Linked DNA regions of Muntiacus reevesi: region 1 is linked to region 2. The links are chromatin contacts, called in public Hi-C maps. All regions are on one chromosome and are shown on one strand. The core of a region is the stretch at or near the end of the contact, and the rest is flanking DNA. Distances in the headings are between cores, read along the strand shown. Region 1 holds the start of SKA1 (spindle and kinetochore associated complex subunit 1). Region 2 holds the start of RPL17 (ribosomal protein L17).

Region 1 (6,352 bases), core at 1,009-3,508, 790 kb after region 2:
ATTTCTTGCAATGAGCAGTCTAGCAATTTCTTACATCTTGCTCTTTCCATCTTTTTTTCCTCTTGGATATATGTGGTCATAACTCTGAAGAAGACAGGTTTTTGTTTTGTTTTATATCTCCCTGTCCCCATTGTTTCATAAATGTTGCTAGATTTTCCTTTGAGAAATTACCTCTGTCCTACTCTGAGACTTTGTACAGTAAAGCTGTCCTGGCTTCCAACTCCAGGCTGTCTAGTGAATCAGACCATTTCAAATAGACTGATTGACTCAGGAGTGAGTAGATGACTCAAGTCAGGCTGATGAGATTCAGTCCTGGGGTTTTTGCTAGATCTCTTAGGAAGGTGAGAACTGCTAACCCATTAGGGTATAAATCTGGAGATACCCGCGGTCATCGTAGGGAACAGGCCACCTGAGAATGGAACCGACACAGAGGAACATATAATTGAGAGATGGAGTGGTTTCCTAAAGGTATGAGTACCTGGGTTCAGCTGTAAGTACACACACACACACACACACATACACTTCACAATTTCATAAGCCAAATAAAATCTTTTTATTGCCTAAGTCAGTTTGGATTGAATTTCTGCCATTGCAGCTGGAGTCCTGCCAAATCCCAGAGAGAAATCAGAAGTAAGCAGTATGATCCAATCGCTCATTTTTGTATTTTTTCCCCACATTTCTCCCTTCTCTTGTATTTAGTGCCTTTAAGCTGTCTTCTTGTTCATTTTTTTCATTGGAAATAATCTGATAATATTTGTCCTTGATGCTGCAGGGTGAATTTCTGTTATTATGTTATAATATGTTATAATGTAATAACATATAATAGCATATAATAATAATTATATGTTATCTTTTGTAGAATTGACATTTTAAGCTGTACATTTAGCCCTACAATGAAAGGCTTTGATCCTGCTCTAGGAATTTAGCTCTAAATAAGGTATGTCCCGATCAAAAGAGATTTAAGAAATGTGTCAACCAAATAACAATTTGTAAATCTTGTTTAAATTCTATTAAAGAAAACAACAGTTTTAAAAAATAAACACTTCTTTAAAAGTTTCTATCTTTAGGAGATAAACATGGAAATGTTTTTTGGCAAAAAGATATGTTTGAGATATGTTTCAAAATATTCTGGAAGGCAAGGAGTGGGAGGAGATGAAGTATAGCTGAAACAATATTTGCTCTAAATTAATAGTGGTCAAAACCCAATGATGGGTTGAGCATGGGGTTCGTTGTATTCTCCTAATTGTATATGTTCAAAATTTTCCATAATAGAAGACTTTTAAAGAGTAATAAGTAGAAATGGCCAAGGCAGCAGTTCACTGCCCCCAGAATCTCTTTTCTCCTTCTCCCTTACAAAAAGAACCCCTCTGTTGTTGACGATGCAATGTAACTGTCCAGATTTTTTTTTTCTTAATTTTAATGATTTTTTTTCCCTAGTCTCCCTTGTAGATGTGAGTGACCAATGGAAAGCAGATAGAACTCATTAGGTGTGGTTTCTAGGAATACTCTTTAAAGGTGCTGCTTCAGCTAGTTGTTTCTCAAAGAACTGAGAAAGGTACTGACAGAGTTATTTTGCATCACAGGAAAACTTCACACCAGAATGCATGATGCCATGGGGACGGGTGGAAAAGATAGAACTTGGGTCCGTGATGACTGTGTCGCTGCCACACCAGCCCTGCGCAATTTTTTCTCTTTTTTTCAGAGAATTAAACTTTTTAAAAAAATTGCATTTGCCCTTACAGAGTTTGTTAACTCCACGAAAGCAGAGAGAATCTCTCAGTCTTATAGCTCACAAACTTGGCTGCTTTTTGGAAGTACCTGGTGTGCTTTTAAAAACGTTAAGGTTTGGACCCCACTTACAGTGTCTGAATTCATTGATTTAGGGTACAGCTTGGGAGCTGGAATTTTTAAAGCTACCCTGGTGATTCTAATGTGTGGCCAATTTGGTGATCCAGTGTTGAAGCTCGCGATTTGATCCGCCGAGCGCTGGGCCCCGGCTGGGGGGACGGTCAGGATTCGTGACCGAATGAGATCCCCCGTTTGTTACAACGCGGAGTAGGAAAGCTAAGTGTGTTGGTAGTCTTCGACGCCGGAGCCAATCCGGCCTCGCCTTTTCCCCAGATCGGCCCCGCCCCCGGCCTGGGCCCCGCCCCCGGCCCGGGCCCCGCCCCCGGCTCGGGCCCCGCCCCGGCCCCGGCCCCGCCCAGCTGTGGCCCCGGATAAAGCGGAAGAGCGTGAGCCCGCCGCGCAGCCTTCTGGGAGTACGGCTGTGCGCCTGCGCGGCGCCGAGTACCGGCGGGCAGTTTGAATTTCGCTCCCGGAGCCAGGTCTCGAGATCCTACGCTTCCGACCGAGATTGGGTGGGGGAGGGGGCGGTGTCTCGGCGCCTCGCGACCCCACAGAGTGGGCCCTTTGCTCCCGGACCCGCACGAGGTTAGAGTCTGGTGTTGAAGATTCCCCCCTTCGGAAGCGGGCATTGTTTAGGCGGGGCGGGGGGCCGGGGCGGTGCGGGCCGGGATGAGCAGCGGGCCTTAGCCGCGTAAGCTGGAGTGGAGGCTTTATATAGACCTTCTCACCTACCCTCGGGCTTCCCTGCTGGCTCAGAGGGTAAAGCGTCTGCCCTCAATGCAGGTAGACCCGGGTTAGATCCCTGGGTCGGGAAGATCCCCTGGAAAAGAACACGCCAGTATTCCTTCCTGGAGAATCCCATGGACGGAGGAGCCTGGTGGGCTATAATATATAGTCCATGGGGTCGCAGAGAGTCGGACACGACTGAGCGACTTCACTTTCTTTCACCTCCCTTGGAGTGAACGAACAGTACCTGATTTCTTTCCTTTCCCTCCTTCCGCCTCCTTGTGGGCTTTGCTGTGCTCAGTCGTGGCCGACTCTTTGCGACCCCATAGAGGAGCCAGGCTTCTCTGTCCATGGGATTTTCCCGGCAAGAATCCTGGAGGGGGTTGCCATTTCCTCGTCCTGGGATCGCCTCCTTACCGACCCCAGTAATAAAGCCCCCGTCCCCACAGCATAGGAGAAATGCTTCCCTGGACCCGCTTCTTTGAACGTCCTGTGTTTTTCCTTAAGATTCTCGGGTATTAAAGTTTTCAAAGCAAATACTGATGTTGTCTTTATGTATAAATAGAACATTTGTTCCCCTCAATCTCTGAGGAAATGACAGTCTTGTCTTCTGAACCTTGCTTTGGGATGCACTGACTAGAGAAAGCTCTAAGACAGGTCATTACTGGACACTGGTGGTGGTTGTTCCGTCACTAAGTCGTGTCTGACTCTTTGGGGCCCCATGGACAGCAGCATGCCAGGCTTCCCTGTCCTTACTATCCCCCGGAGTTTGCTCAAACTCATGTCCATTGAGTCAGTGATGCCATCCAACCATCTCATCCTCTGTCATCTCCTTCTCCTGCCTTCAATCTTTCCCAGCATCAGGGTCTTTTCCAGTGAGTCGGCTCTCCGCATCAGGTAGCCAAAGTATGGGAACTTCAGCATCAGTCCCTCCAATGAATATTTAGGATTGATTCCCTTTAGGATTGACTGGTTTGATCTCCTTGGTTAGAAACTGAATTTTGTAGAATTGAAAGATACTGCTCATAGTTTTTGTACTTTGTTTTCCAGGAGATGTGACTGACTGGATATTTACCATTGGATTTTGAAAGTGAACAGAAATTTGTTTTTTGTTTTGTAAATGTGTTTATATTTTTTTTCTTCAGAGGCTAAAAGGATGGCCTCAGATCTGGAACAGTTATGCTCTCATATTAATGAAAAGATTGGCAATATTAAAAAAACTCTGTCATTGAGAAATTGTGGTAAGTAAAACAGATTCCACTGACTTTGTACATTCAAAATACATTTTGATTATTGTTCCACTTTGATATCTTATGCCTGGATAAGTGAATGTATCTTAGAAAGGTAATTTTCAGGTTTGAATAGTGATTTTTAAGGCAATCTGCTATCCATATTTTGAATATTGCAGAGGATACTAAAATGTAAATTACATTGAACAATGAACTAGCTACTAATTACATATATTTATTTATTTGTATATGTTTTTCTGAGACACAAGGCTGAGTAGTAAGATTTGAAGGTTACGTTGAGTTCCTGATTCTAGAGCTAAGCAGAGATAATAAAAGATAAGGAAAAAGCCAGAAGTGGAAAACACCCACAGAGATAGAAGTAGCCCATAACTCATCTTGCAGACTGCTTTGATAAGGAAGCTTATCCATATTATCAATATATATCACTAGGAAACAACTAATTGAAAATGAAATCAATTTTTTAAGCATCCAGAAACTTGGAGGTTGTGACCATCTTCAAAATAGTTTGAAGTGCTGCAGTAGAAGTGCAGACAAATAGGGAATCCTGGAAAAATAGTGTTTACAGAAATGATTTGCTCTGCAGCCTTATCTAGGAGAACTTAAGATTTACTGATAGGCAGAATTCCATCTGCAGGGGAGATCCTGTTGAACTTTTATTGTAGTTTGTATTTTGAACGGATAATTTTTAAAAATTAAATTATACTGTTGGAATGTCCTTTCAAATTATACCTGTCTTTCTGAGACTTGGATAGTCTCCATCCCTTGTCGAGAACCACTAATAAAGAGACTCATCCAGTTTACAGTTGGTGGCTATGTATTCTGTAGAAAGTTAAAGCTGAAGCAACTGTGGGTTCTTCTGTAGCCTCCGGTCTCATATGAGGAAACCGAGGCTCAGAAGTCAGGCGACTTGCCCAGGTCCTCCCGCTTATCTATGGTCAGTTGGGACTACAGCTTTTGTGTCCTGATTCCCAGTATACTACTTCTGTATTTCTATGCCATTTTTATTGAATAATCTAAAAAGGACATTTAAATCTTTAATAAGTAGTCTTCTTTAGATTTTCTTTCTGAGAGCATGATTACTTTTGGATAAATATAACTTTAGAGATTATAAAACTATCAAACCTTGAATTCAAATGGCCCCACTGAAGCATGAGGCCTGGCAGAAGCAGTCTGGCCTCTTAGGTTACTGTACGCTGGGTAACTGTCATTTGTACGTGGGGAGAATAATTTGTCTTTTCGGTTCCGTAGCTGATTCAGGAAAGCCCAGTAATACGTTTACCACTTTGGCTGCTGTAATTTCCTACATCACTACTATCAAAAGTAGTGAATTTACTCAGTGAACTTATTTTACTGCAAATCAGCAAACAAGGCCCGAAAATTTAGGTGATTAGGTTATTTGAGATACCAGTATATCCAACTAACTGTTTCACCCCCTGAAATTAGTCTCAGCAGAGACATCAATACTCTCATTTATTTTTTATTTCTTTTAGCTGTCACATGCAGTCCCCAGTGCTTTATTAGAATGTCGATGCGTAACAGTTTGCCTTTACTGAGTGCTTTACTAGGTTGCAAGCAGAGTGCCCACCCTCTTATATGTACTTTCCTGCTTCTCAGTCATCCTCTGAGGGCAAGTGCTGGTGTCTCTGACTGCAGGCCTGGAACCTCTAGCCGTTTCACTCTGCATCTGTAATCTACAGATGTGGTCAAATTTCGTTTTCACTTATGCGTATTTCATGATTTGGTTGTTAGAAGAGAAGATGGAAAATATTTGGTTATGAGGATGGTTTTCCCTTTTGTGCTTTTGAGGTGCCCTGAAAAATTCTTTTTTTTTTTTTTCTTCTTTTATTTCCAGGGAGGAAGGTTCTCTGGTTTTCCCATCCTTGTATCTGTGAAGCTGGAGAGAGGGGCCCAGCGGTGGGGTTGGGAACTTGAGAGCAGGCAACTTTACCCTGCCTCCCCCAGACACTTGCAGGCCAATCCAGAATGGAAGGTCATCTTCCTGGCCATTGATGACAATTTTCAGGTTTGCACATTCACAGGGTATATCCCATGAAGAGGGTCCTGGCCTCCTTTGGGATTCTCACTTCCAGCATCCTGTGCTTTGCAGTCCCAAAGCCATGACTCTTATCCCCCCAAATATATTAGGTTACTGAGGTTGACAGCCTCCTCTCTCCAGCATTTCTCTGCACCTCAAGTCCCCGTTCTGCGCGCCCCCCCACCCCCCTCATTAGGGCTACCGCAGCATCAGCTCATACATCCTGCCTGGTCTGTAATTCTTTCTTCAAATTGAAACCCTTGGAGATTTACCTTTTTTCTCCTAAGAGCTCAACTATGCATGCAAAAGGGTGTTTATTTTATCTAGCATTTCAAAGTGCTTTATTATAGTGGAAGAATTTTCCAAAAACAGAAGATTCAGGGGATACTTTGAATTTACCTCCTCCTTCCTTTTTTTTCATATTACTTAGTAACGAGTTCTTAAGATTATTCATGGAGACAAGTCCCAGGGGCTGAAACATAGTTCTTCACCC
Region 2 (6,117 bases), core at 1,661-4,160:
CCAAAATTCAGTGCTGGTAATTGCCCCTATTTTATAAGTGGTATTCATTAGGGAGCAGAGTTACAAGAATCTCAAAGGATCTATATCTAAGCTTGATTTTGACAGCAAGGCTTAGCAGCTAGAAGGGCTACAGCTAACAGACCTACACTAATTCCAGTTCTAACCCAGTTTTCCAAATGCAAAATGGTAAAGGATAACTGCTCAAATGGATAAATTTGTTTAGTTGGCATAGGATTTGTTCAATTACATACTGCTGTTTTGACCTCTGAAATTTAACATCTCTCCATTATGAATGTAGGCAACAAACCACAGGCCAATCATATGATTCCTTTCTAACTGTATTTATTTGTATTTAAATATACCCTGTGAAGGGGTTCACAAACCTCAGTATAAAAAAGGCCTCCCTGGTGGCTGAGATGGTAAAGAATCTGCCTGCAATGCAGGACACCTGGTTCAATCCCACTCCAGCATTCTCGCATGGAGAACTCCATGGACAGATGATCCTAGCAGGCTACAGTCCATGGGGCCGCAGAGCTGGACACCACTGAGCACTAACCTTTACAGCACAAGATTACAAACCCTTGGTAAAATACTCAAGGAAAAAAAAAAGCATCTCTCTTGCATGTACTGGCATTATGTCTCTGTGTGTGTGTGTGTGTAGGGGGGGTAATTCTAGAGTCTTAGGCTTGAAATTACTGCAGACCGCGCTCCTGAAACGCTGTATAAACAAAAATTTTTTCCTGTTGGAAATTGAAAGTAGAGATTTAAAAGAACCTTTTTAATGGGAACTCTTGCTACTTTCATCAAGTCAATCAAAGAAAAAGCAAGTCAACCAAGGAAATAGATCCAGACAACAACTGTAACTGAGTTAACAATCCAAGTTGCATGTATAAAGATGCTTATAGTGTGGGTACCTTAAGTTCAGCATTACTCTCTGCATTTTTGAGCATGTGTAGTAAAAATTCAGCACTCTTTTTGGGCCACCGACCCTGCGTCCAGCCCCACTGTTTGGCCTAAAAAACAAAACCAGAGAGTTTATTAGTAATTTGCCTCAATTTAAATCAATGTTACAAGATGAAATTTACTTCAACCTACATCAAGGTTGTTCAGAACATTGTTTTTTTTTTCATGGTTAATCCAAAGGTGTCCCAAAGACTGTTATCACAGCAACCATAAGGAGCCTCAGTAAAGGAGGACAATGGCCATTTTTACTCCATCTACTCCCTTCCCTAACAAATTGTCTTTTAAATGACAACTATGAATTCTTACCTGTGCACACCTACCAACTCCACCATTGTAACGACGGAATGGCACACATTGCTTCTTTAAAGTGACATCCTTCAGATACTTGGTGGCTTTTCGGATATGCATACCCTTTATGGCCTGGGCAGTCTCACGAGTGTTCTAAACATAATAACGTAAGCTGTCAGATTTAAACAAATTCCAGTATTTTCAACGTGTCAACCTTTATCAAGAGCCAAATACCTTCCATTCTTGAAACATAATACAAAATCTGTTATGAACCAGGGAGACTTGGTTTGAAGGTGGAGAAATGTGAACCCTAAACATGTTTATTCACTGTTAATATTTCTCCATTATCTTGTAAACTACAATTACGTTTCCCATAACTTGATCTGTGCACTAGGTTCTCAAGCAGTTCTCTGGTAATTTTACCCAATTCCACAAATCCTAAATCAAAGTGTTCACTAAAAGGTGGCTGCTCAGAAATGATTTATTTTCATGGTGAATCCAAAGGTGTCCTAAGAAACACATCATCGCAGCTACCTTTTTAGAACGGTTAAAAAATACTCAAGGAACAATGCTTTCAGAACATAACTACGATTCACCTACCTTAAAGTGAACACGAAGATTTGAACCTCTTGATTTGCATGCTAAAAAATACGGTGAAAAAAATTTATTTTTGGTTAATCTTGGTATCTGGGTGCCTTATACTCCAAAATAAGAAATGTTGCTTGCTCACTTACATTTTGTGGGGTTTTCTGGGTCGAGTGAATAGCGCACCATTTTTAAGGGTCAGCTGGAAGCAAGAATAACTGTCAACATATATTTATAGCAACTCACAGTTTAACATTTATGTACTATAAACTGTCCACAGCTGCTCAGAGAGTAGTTGTTTTCATGATTAATCCAAAGGTGTCCTAAGAAATGCCATCATCGCAGCCATCCTCTCAATCCAGTTTCATCTCATCTACAATAACCAGCTGCCTACAGCAACGTTGACACTACTAAGACTAGTGACACGGATGCCCTTCCCTTAACCCTCTGGAAGAAAACACAGCCTGTTTCCATCCAAATCTGGATTCAAGTATCCGTGCCGAGGAGCCCAGCGCCCTGCTCAGCATCAGATCCTTCAAGTCTGATCAGTCAGTTAACTCGACCCAAGGACATGCTCCCTCTACAGAAACCTCCTTTACTCACAGATTCACAAGAAAGCCAAGCTTTCCACACACTTTAGGGTGTTACCCGCGTTAAGCGCAGCTCAACTCACGTTGAGCCACTGAGTAAACCTCGACTCGACTTGACCTCATTCCCCTCCCCCAAAACTTTCTTTCCATTCGGCCCCAAATGCGCTGCGTTCGCGGCCCCCACTCACCGCGAGACACTGGCCCTCAGGAGTCGGCACCGACCACAGCCGGCTTCTAACCTCGTCACCCCCATTCTCGCCCATTGAGCCCCTTTGCGGCCTGTAGAGGCCCGGCAGCAGAGGGGCGCCAAGCCGGGGGCTCCGACACATCCCCGCGCACAGGACTGCTCCACCAGGGAGGAATCAGTAGCCGCTAGAGTCCTCCTCCTGAGGGTCTCGAAATCGGCGCCGAGAAAGCCAGGATGGCAGGGATTACCAGAGGATTCATCACTAGACAAAGATGCCGAAGAGACACACTCACCTCTGGCCGCTTACCGGAAAAGGAAGAGCGGTGGCTCATGGGAGAATTCATGAGAGCTCGAAATCTCGCGAGAGTCCCTGCCTAAAGAAACGAGATTTGTAGAGGTGGGGAAGGCGGAGGAGAAAGGGAATGTGGAATATGTTTGAGAATATCTGAAAACGAATTAGAGGCTTAGGGACCGTGTCAAAATTATCCTTTTTTGTATACAGAAATAAAGTCATGTATTTTAAATATCTGTCAATTAAAAACAGGTTTGTACAAAAACAGATTCACAGACTTAGAGGACGAACTTATAGTTACCAGGGGGAACGTGTAGCTGGGGAGGGATAGTTAGGGAGCTTGGGATTGACATGTACACACTGCTCTATTTAAAATGTATAACCAGGAAGGACCTACTGTATAGCACAGGGAACTCTGCTCAGTATTATGTAACAACCTAAATGGGAAAGAAATTTGGAAAAAAAAATACATATGTAGAAGTATAACTGAATCATTTTGCTGTACACCTGAAATTAATGTAACATACTTAATCAAGGATAAGTGAAGTCGCTCAGTCGTGTCCGACTCTTTGTGACGCTATGGACTGTAGCCTACCAGTCTCCTCCACCCGTGGGATTTTCTAGGCAATTACACTGGAATGGGTTGCCATTTCCTTCTCCAGGAGATCTTCCCAACCCAGGGATTGAACCCCGGTCTCCCTCATTGTAGGCAGACTCTTTACCGTCTGAGCCACCAGGGAAGTGAAATGAGGTAATCAAAGATACTCCACTATAAAAACAAAGCAAAACAAGTTTGTAGTTCTAGGACAATACTACATATTATTTAGGTATAGATGAGACACTTTTTCATCAAGATTCATTAGATTTGGTTATGTGATTATATGAAAATGATTTGTAAAGGGACAATTCGCTGTTGTTGTTGTTGTTGTTGTTTAGTCACTAAATCATATCTGACTCTTTGCGACACCATGGAATGTAGCCCACCAGGCTCCTCTGTTCATGGGATTTCCCAGGCAAGAATACTGGAGTGGGGTGCCATCCCCTTCTCCAGCAGATCTTTGCGACCCAGTGATTAAATCCTCATCCCCTGCATTAGCAGACAATTCTTTACCACTGACCACCAGGGAAGCCCAAAAGGAAAAATTAGGGAGATCCAAAGGATGGGATGTAATTATGTTAATCATAAATTCTCAATTTGAGAATATTACACAATCAGTGTGATAAAGCAGCGCATGTAAAGGATGTACTAACTGAAGGGTCTGGTTCAAGATTGAGATCTGGTTTCCCCACTGCAACTTGTAGATCTTCATATGGCAAAAGATAACTGTTCCTTGAAAATAAAAATGCCAAGGTGCATTTTCTTTCCCAGGTCATCATACTGGTTATTCACTTAGAGTCACTGGTGGTGTTAGCACTTAACTTTGGATCTTCCTTTTATAGCCTCAGTGACTTCTCTGTAAAATTTAAGTGAACTCTTTAAATTGTATTTGATATACATATTTTCCTCCAATCTGTTTAGTTGCGGTTTGAACTTCTATCTGAAATTTGACATGTTTCTCCACTATGAATATAGGCAACAAACCACACAGCAATCATATTGGTCCTTTGTAACAGTATTTTATTATTTGTATTTAAAAAATACAGGAGTTCCCTGGTGGCTCAGAAGGTGAAGAATCTGCCTGCAATGTGGGAGACCTGGGTTCAATCCCTGGGTTGGGAAGATCCCCTGGAAGAGGACATAGCAACCCACACCAGTGTTCTTGCATGGAGAATCCCCATGGACAGAGGAGCTTGGTGGGCTACAGTCCATGGGGTCACAAAGAGTCAGACACGACTGAATGACTAAGCACACACACACACAAATATCCTGTGAAGGGGTTCACAAACCATAGTATAAAAAAGGTCCATGGCACAAGTTTACAAACCCTTGGGAAAATACTCAAGGGGAAAAAGGCTTTCTTTTGCATGTACTGGGGAAAGTATATTTTAATTTTACTATATTTATTATTAAGAAATCTTAATTATTAAAGCAATTGTGTACTGCAAATAGGGATCATCCTTGGCAATCAGTTGACCTGTTCATTTAGCCATTAAATGAATATTCATCGAACACTTATATGCCTGCCGTCGTGCTGGATGCTATGCTCTAACAGATGCTAGGAGAGTCTCGGCTGCCAGGGAACCCACAGTTTTAGAATGAGGGTAGGGACAGGGAGATAGGTAACTAGGAGGTGAACAGCCAGTTAGAATACAGTGTGAAACTGCTAAAGCAGGGTGAACGTGTAGAGTAGGAAAGCCTCCCCTGAGCGGACGACATGGCAACTGCACCATGAATGACCAGAAGGAGCTGGCTGGTCATGGCAATACAGTAAGAGAGAATTATTGCCAGCAAGAAAATTCTGCTATGGGAACTGCAAGGGTTTGAATTCCTTTTGGTTGTGGGTGGGGAGAGGTAAGGGCGAGTGGCAAACCTGATCTGGAGGGAGCCTATTTATCTGTCAAGGAGTTTTGAATTTAACTTAAGGTCAACGGGCTTCCCTTGTGGCTCAGCTGGTAAAGAATCCGCCTGCAGTGTAGGAGACCTGGATTTGATCCTTGAGTTGGGAAGATCCCCTGGAGAAGGGAAAGGCTACCCACTCCAGTATTCTGGCCTGCAGAATGCCATGGACTGCATAGTCCATAGGGTCGCAGACTCAGACACAACTGAGCAACTTTCATCTTCAAGGTCAATGAAGAAAAGTGTTTAAACCCTTGGGGATGGGCATGGGTGAGGTGACTTGATCAGATTCACTTTTGAAAAGATCACTCTATAGGAAGAAATTTGGGATGCCTCAGGGGTAAGGCCACAGGCTGGCAAAAGATGGGAGTGGCTCGAACTGATGAGGTTCAGTTTAATTTTTTTGGCAAAGAATGGAGAGTGGTAGATGAATTCAAGAAATTTTGGTAAAAGTCACATGATTTTGTGGTTGTAAACTGTAAAAGTTGGTGCCTGCCTGACTATCTGACTATGCTGCCAGCCCATAGCTGAGCCTGTAACCCAGTCTTCCACTTTTCTCGATCCAGGCATACCTCTGAGACATTGTGGGTTCAGTTTCAGAGCACTGTGATAAAGCAAGTCGCATGGATTTTTTTGGTTTCCCAGTGCGTTTAAAAGTTGCATCTTTCCTGGTGGTACAATGGACAAGAATCTGCCTGCCAGTGCAGGGGACACA

Evidence for each region. Hi-C and Micro-C count contacts between places; a contact is called where the count stands out from the background.
Region 1: a Hi-C map of muscle shows a contact between it and region 2, with 9 times the contacts expected there. The contact joins the promoter of SKA1 here to the promoter of RPL17 in region 2. A contact is called at or near these places in 2 of 3 Hi-C or Micro-C datasets (blood and muscle).

What each region holds. Positions count from the first base shown.
Region 1 is chr4:47,611,680-47,618,031 of mMunRee1.1, forward strand. It overlaps SKA1 (spindle and kinetochore associated complex subunit 1), which reads left to right and starts at 2,259. Exons shown (of 7, transcript XM_065932738.1): 1 at 2,259-2,327; 2 at 3,720-3,815. The coding sequence starts at 3,731.
Region 2 is chr4:46,824,404-46,830,520 of mMunRee1.1, forward strand. RPL17 (ribosomal protein L17) reads right to left here and starts at 2,911. Exons shown (of 7, transcript XM_065932682.1): 1 at 2,615-2,911; 2 at 1,986-2,038; 3 at 1,852-1,892; 4 at 1,270-1,404; 5 at 915-1,013. The coding sequence starts at 2,025. LOC136168091 (small nucleolar RNA SNORD58) reads right to left here and starts at 1,781; the gene lies at 1,717-1,781. LOC136168092 (small nucleolar RNA SNORD58) reads right to left here and starts at 2,181; the gene lies at 2,116-2,181. It overlaps LOC136168093 (small nucleolar RNA SNORD58), which reads right to left and starts at 1,170; the gene lies at 1,102-1,170.